Regions from separate parts of the Mus musculus genome. Here region 1 is linked to region 2. Evidence: chromatin contacts called from public Hi-C data. All regions are on one chromosome and are shown on one strand. The core of a region is the stretch at or near the end of the contact, and the rest is flanking DNA. Distances in the headings are between cores, read along the strand shown.

What was found. A called contact is a pair of places that touch in the nucleus more often than the background predicts.
Region 1: a contact with region 2 is called in a Hi-C map of CD4 T cells, with 4 times the contacts expected there. The contact joins the promoter of Orc6 here to the promoter of Usp38 in region 2.

Annotation. Positions count from the first base shown.
Region 1 is chr8:85,297,464-85,301,051 of GRCm38.p6, reverse strand. Orc6 (origin recognition complex, subunit 6) reads right to left here and starts at 1,420. Exons shown (of 7, transcript NM_019716.2): 1 at 1,060-1,420. The coding sequence starts at 1,124. Vps35 (VPS35 retromer complex component) reads left to right here and starts at 1,535. Exons shown (of 17, transcript NM_022997.5): 1 at 1,535-1,597. The coding sequence starts at 1,595.
Region 2 is chr8:81,013,656-81,017,200 of GRCm38.p6, reverse strand. It overlaps Usp38 (ubiquitin specific peptidase 38), which reads left to right and starts at 2,295. Exons shown (of 10, transcript NM_027554.2): 1 at 2,295-3,446. The coding sequence starts at 2,765.

The DNA.
Region 1 (3,588 bases), core at 171-2,670, 4.3 Mb before region 2:
GCAAAGAACTGAATTCAGCATGGTGGACTTGCACACCACCTAACTACTGTGCAAGTTCATTTGGGGCCTAGAAAGCACATCCTTTGGAGAGGTGGAAGTTCTTTACATAGAACCAAAATGACTCCAGACTTAGCTGTGTCCAAGCGTGTTCCTTGGACATTACCTTTCCTTCTTACATTATTTCAACAAGTATAAAGAATTGGTTCAGGCAGATTAGAGTAAATTAAATCCCTTTCTCTTCCTTAATGACTGATTGGGTCTCAGTTTCGGCGGCTTGTGAAAATAGTTCTGGGTCCCATTGTATTTCCGGTCAGTAGCCCTGGGAATAGACCTACGAACTTTCTACACACTTGCCTGCTGTAGCTTTATTTCCTAAGACAGATCCTACAATGACCCTCCTAATCTCAAGGGCTTCGGAAAATGGAAGCTATTTGGGCCACTCTTACCATATTTTCCCATGCGTGCCACTATTTAATAAATCAGCCCCAACGCCACTGGGCCCTTTCTGGAATTTTTTTTTTTCGATTTTTCGATACAGGGTTTCTCTGTATAGCTCTGGCTGTCCTGGAACTCACTTTGTAGACCAGGCTCGCCTCGAACTTAGAAATCCGCCTGCCTCTGCCTCCCAAGTGCTGGGATTAAAGGCGTGCGCCACCACGCCCGGCCTTTTCTGGAATTCTTACGCCCTGCTCATCACTTCAGCTCTTCACTCTGTACCATAATCTACCTTTCTCTTGCCATCTATAGTGATTTGCACAGGGTCTGCCCTGCAAGGCTGGCTTATCAAGATTATCGAGTCTGAAGGAATGACAAGAGGTCCTCCCCGGCTTTTCCGACCACAGTGTATCCAACAGAGCTAGAGTGCTTCAAGGACGACTATATACGTCCTCTCAAACCATCTTCTACAAGCCAACAACAGTTTTTCTTGATGTTGGGCCCGAGTCTCGCCCAGACCAGTGTGCGGTCATTCCCTCATCGCCAGTCCCTCATCCGACGCTGCCTTGGGAGGACCCAGGGCCGCAGTCTGGGACGTCTACCCGCACACACGGCCACACTCACCTCAGTACACTCGGCTCCGCAAGGCCGAGACGCGGGGCGAGGCGGCGTACCAGCTCCGACTCCATCGCTGGAAGAAATGCGCGCCAAGAGCAATGCGCGCGCAGATTGTCAGAGGGTTAAGACCCACCCCCGGCGCGTCCAGATTGGTTGCGACCAGAGGTTGAGACCGTTCCACACACCAATCCTGGTCATCCTTCTACGCATGTGCACACGATGAGGCGCGGGCCCAGGCGAAGTGGACGCGCAGAAGGTTCTCTCGCTGCCCTTCCTCGGCCGCGGATCTCCTTAACTAAGGCTTCCCTTCCTGCTGTCCCTAGTTCGCCGCAGCGTTGTACTATTCTCGCCCCGCCCCGTCCACTATACACCGCCGGCTGCCCATTCTCCCCAAACTACGCGAGATTTTAAGTGGGCCAATCGAAAAGCCGCTTCTATCCAAGGGCGGGGCTAGAGAGGGCGGGGCTCGCAAGGCTCGGTCACCTGACGGCGGGCGGCTCCGGCGGGGTAGGCGCTGCTGCTTGTGGTCCCCGGAGTCGCCATGGTGAGTGAGGGGAAGCGGTGGGCCTGGGTTGCCGAGTCGCAGTCCACGTTTTCCTTCGGCGGACAGGAGCCTTGCTGGCGGAGTAGGAGGCCCTGCATTTCGATCGAGGCCGGTCCGGTCCAGGCTGGGCCTGCGGGCTTGGCACGGGCTGAGGAAGGCCGCGTTAGGCTGCGGTGGGCTGCGGTGGGCGGTGGCGCAGAATTTGGTCGTTACCCCGAGACCAGGAGCCTCCCTTAGGGGTGTCGCGGGCTGCAGGTTCTGGGTGTCGGTGGAGGCCTGCGTCAGACTCTTGTACGGAACGGCCACCTTCCCTCTGAGAGTCGGACTCCCGGGTCTGTGCGGAGTTGGGACAGTGAGGAGCCCCCGAGCTTCTGAGCTGGCGCCGTAGCTGGGTCGCGCCCAGATGGTGCATTTCCAGCTTTGTACTCAGCTGTCCTCGGGGGTCCCATTGCCTTTTCTCTGCTGGAAATATCCTTGGGGGGGGGGCGCAGTGGTCTCCCGGCCTTCCGTGGCCGCAGAGCCCCCTTCATCTTGCAGCGCCTGTCAGCGAATTCTAGGGACCTGCTCACGTGAGTTTCCCGAAGGACTCCTGCTTTCTTTTCATTGAGCCCAACCATCAGATAGGAGACAGGTCTCCGTTTCGCATTTGCTCTCTGAGGATTCTAACTCACTTGCTGGAAGCAGTCATTCAAAGGTTTCTCCGCGACGATAGCATGTCGTGATGCTTTGTGGCACTAGCCTTATAAACAGGAACTTCCGCAAAATTCGGATCCTGTTTTCCACAGGGCAAGTTGTCACTTGCGTTATACGAGCATTTGCTGTAGTATGAACAGGTAGTGGTTTTGGATGTGCTATGCTTATGTCCTTTTTTTTTAATTTCAATATTCATTCTTTGTATTGATAATTCTATGTGCCACTGCACATACTTCACTTTAAGTGTGTTAATAGGAAAAACCAGCATTAAATCTTTTTGTTGATTTTTTTTTTCCTTTTTTTTGGAATGGACCTTTATGATGATCTTGCTAGACTCCGATCAGCTTGGTATTTATGTCATCTTTGGTTCTGGCTGGCTGAGTTCTGAGCGTTTGTTCCCGTAATTTGATAAATATTTGATGTATATTTAATATAATATATTGCCTTACAAGATGTTTTCCCCCCTCGGAACTTTGTACAATTGAGATTTGGCACATGACTGGTGTGAAGTTTAACTTTTTTGTTTTTCAACACTTACTGGTTGACATAGTGTTTTATAATACAAAGCATTTGAGGATACACTATAAATTATATTTATGTGCCTGGGGAACCAGATTGGACCAGTTTTCCCTGTGAATTTTATTGGAAAATGGAACCTGGGTATCAGTTCTGTCATAGGCAATTTTATGATTTGAGTAGGTAGTTAGCCTTTAAGTCTCACTTTTGCATCTGGAAGCAAGTGTTGATATCACTGGTACTGTACTCCTAAAAATCCTGAGTCCAGCACTAACCAAACATCTGGTGTACTTTCAATTTTATAGAATGTGCTAGGCACCAGATAGAAATAAATGGCAGAGATGTGCTTTTGAAACATTCTGCTATAGTTCTTTGGGCTCCTGGTGGGAAAGAGGTTGTGTTAGGAGCTTTGGAGGTAATGCAAACAGATTTTGAGGAGAATGGGCAGAAATTCTGCACAAAGAAAGAATTTTGCCATTTAATGTTCATGGTGTGCTCCGTCATCGGATTTCTGGGGTATTGCTAAGTTAGTGTGTGTATGGGATCCAGACGGTTAACTTTGTCTTTTCTGCAGTCTTGGGGATTGAACCCAAGGCCTTCAGCCTGCTAGACACAAACTCCCCAACCTAAATTATTTTAAATTTCCTGTTTTCTTGTTACCCTCAGTTCTCCTTGAAGTATTGATTTGTGCTTTCTCATCAGGTTTAAATACTATATTCATCAACATGATGATTCTGTTTATTTTACAATTTATGTTGTATTGTCATATTGCACATGCAACT
Region 2 (3,545 bases), core at 1,046-3,545:
TGCCATTGGAGGTTGCCTCTTTTAACTTGGAATAATGCCCCTGAGATCTGGTAAGTGGGTATGCCTATCAAGCCTGTTGCATTTTCTTGTTGATGTTTTCAATGAACCAGTTTATTCATCCAATTTAACCATTCCATTGATTACCATTATTGTTGACTATTACACATAAACCTCCTGTAAACATCTGTGTATGATTATTTTTGTTTTACTATAAGTTCTCATTTCTTCTGGGCTCTTCCAAAGGGCTGCCATCACTTCTCCAGTTCTGCCCTCTGTAGCACTCTAAACTCAGGTTGATGTATTTCACTGCTACTGCTGTTCTTGGCAATCATCCTATGATACTAGCATCTACAACACACTGGGGTCTTCTGCTGCAGCTAGGCTTCACCAATAGCCTCTCATAGGTTCTCTTCATGGTTCAACTTCTTTGCATGACTCAGTTCTGGGCCATCAACTACAACTGGGGTGGCACCTTCACCAATGGCCATCCATGGCCTTGCACAGTGCTAAGCCTCAGCTGCTCTTTCTGATCACTTCACGCCTTCAAAACCACCTGGGTGACCCTTACACATTACCACGTAGAGCTGCAGCTCGAGATCTAGCCTTGGCTATCTCTGGAACACAGTTTCTTTGTGCTCTCAGAAAACACTTCCCAGAAGATTTCACTTCAGTGACGCTGGTCTCTTCGTAATCACCACTAATTTCTTAGCTCCAGCTACCAGCATCAATTGTCCCAGTAATCCCTTCTTTAAAGCCAGAGCCACATGGCCAAAGCTGCCAAGTTCTGCTGCTTGCTGAAGCTGGAATGTGTCCTCCCACCTCCACCATGTTCTATTATCAGCTTTCTGTTTTCTAACTCCCTCTCTGCCTAAGTTTGGGTTTCCTGAAATGAACTCAGAGACCTACATGGCTGTCTCTTGTAATGCTGGAACTAAAGGCATGTACCACCAGGCCTGGAGTTAAGCTCTTCACCTAGAACCTGCTTGTCCCAGGCTGGCCTTGAACTCAGAGATCTGCTTGGCCTTATCTCCATGGATTAAAGGTGTATGCCACTATGCCTGGGTCTAAATTTAGCTGAGAAGGATCTTGCTTATACACTGAACACTGAATACAAAAGCTCACTATTTTTTATTTTTTCCAGACATGGTTTCTCTGTGTAGCCCTGGCTGTCCTGGAACTCACTCTGTAGACCAGGCTGGCCTCGAACTCAGAAATCCACTTGCCTCTGCCTCCCAAGTGCTGGGATTAAAAGCGAGCACCACCACCACCCGCTAAAAAATCTATTCTTACAACAACCTTGTTTTGAATCACCACTAAATATATGAGCCACCAGTACTCTCTCTACATTAGCAATTGTTTCAGAGGAAAAACCCAGCCATTTAAGGCATTGGAGTATGTCTGGGCCTAACAAGGTCTTTAGAAAGATTTCCCCCAAAGCTTGGTTTGTTTGTTTGTTTGTTTTCTTATACTTTCCTCCATTCCTCAACTAGTGCTCTTCTCGCGTTTCCAAAATTTTCTCAGACACAAGATTTTAAACAATTAATAGCACTTCCTCGAATTGTCTTCATAAGCAACATGTCTCAGACTATGACATAGTAAAAGTTCCTCCATTTTGTCTCAGGTGGAGCCATCTTTGGTTTACCCGGAAACTGACACCATCATTCCCTGATGAAAGTGAAAAGTCCTGTACCCCAACTCTGTCCTAGAAACTCGGGGAAATGCCTCAGGCAACTGCACGTTTTGGGCTTCTAGTAAGCTGCTTGCTTACTTTATTTCCCTGCCAACGGCAAACAAGGAAGTAGTGTTTCCGTGTTCTCTGCCTTTTACAGCTCCCTGCACAGTGCGTTCTTCCGGCTGCTCTGAGAGAAGGGTTTCCCCCCGGCAGTCGCCGGCGGCTCAGTATAGACTCTCGGTTCGCTCGCGCTGAGTGGTCTCTGAGTTTCTAACCCTCACCACTGACGGAATCCACGTCCGGCGACAAGAACCTCAGAGCTCAGAGTAGGCTCCCTGAGCAGCGCCTCCGGAAGTCCGCCAGTGACGTACCACACAGTCTCCAGTGACGTGAGAGTGGCCGCGTGACTCACTCCGTGCCTCTGCGCCTGCGCGCCAGGGAAGGGGGCGCGGCCTATCGGGGGAGGAGCTACATGGAGAAGGGGGAGGGGCGGGGCCAGCAGGAAATGGGTCGAACGTAGCCGGGAAAGGACCGGAAAAAAGTGGGCGGGGCGAGGGCGGACCTATCCGCTGTACCTCGGAGCTTCACTTCCTATTCGCCAGTATTTCTGCTTCCGGGTTCAGGGTGTTCCGCGCCTCCGGCTCCTCTCCTTGGCAGATCGAGGTACTCGCATTGACAGTGCCTCCTGACTCAACCCAGGGCGACTTTTAACTGCCCACCCGCGGGAGCCGGGGCTCCGCACTGACCCGGGACACGAAGGCGCTCCTCACCTTCCAGCTCAGCCTGGAGGGTCCCTGCGCCCGGAGGCTGGGAGAGGTCGCGGGCCCAGCGAGGCAGCCTTATGCGGACCTCCGGCCCCTGAGGCGGACCGCGGGGACCCGCAGCCTTTCGGCGTCCCAGAATCGCTCGCTCCCGTCCCGGCTCGGATGGGCCTTCCCACTCGATAAATGTGGCTGCTGAGGCGGCGGTGGCGGTGGCCGGTCCTGCTGCTGGTTGGCTCCAAGTTCCTCCCCGCCGGGGCGCTTTGCTGCCCCCCGGGGCTGCCGCTGCCAGCTCTTTATCCCCAGGGCCTGGCCTTGCAGAGTGGCGACGATGGACAAGATTCTGGAAGGCCTGGTGAGCTCCTCGCACCCGCTGCCCCTCAAGCGGATGATTGTGCGGAAGGTGGTGGAGTTCGCGGAGCATTGGCTCGACGAGGCGCAGTGCGAGGCCATGTTTGACCTGACGACCCGCCTCATCCTGGAGGGCCAGGACCCTTTCCAGCGACAAGTGGGCCACCAGGTGCTGGAGGCCTACGCGCGGTACCACCGGCCGGAGTTCGAGTCCTTCTTCAACAAGACTTTCGTGTTGGGCCTCCTTCAGCAGGGCTACCACTCAGTGGACAGGAAGGACGTCGCCATCCTGGACTACATTCACAACGGCCTGAAGCTGATTATGAGCTGCCCGTCGGTGCTGGATCTCTTCAGCCTGCTCCAGGTGGAGGTCCTGCGAATGGTTTGCGAGAGGCCGGAGCCAGTGCTCTGTGCCCGGCTGAGCGACCTCCTGACCGATTTCGTGCAGTGCGTCCCCAAAGGGAAACTGTCAGTTACCTTCTGTCAACAGCTGGTTCGAACGATAGGTCATTTCCAGTGCGTGTCCACTCAGGAGAAGGAACTACGGGAGTATGTCTCCCAGGTAACGAAAGTGAGTACCTTACTACAGAATATTTGGAAGGCTGAGCCCTCCACGCTGCTACCTTCTCTGCAAGAAGTTTTTGCAAGCATCTCTTCCACAGGTAAGGGTCATTATTTCAGAAAAGTGTGTCTTGGAAATTCAACACGTGTGTCTCATCAACACAGTGCGCTTTTTTCCCCCCCGGAAGCATTCTCTTTGG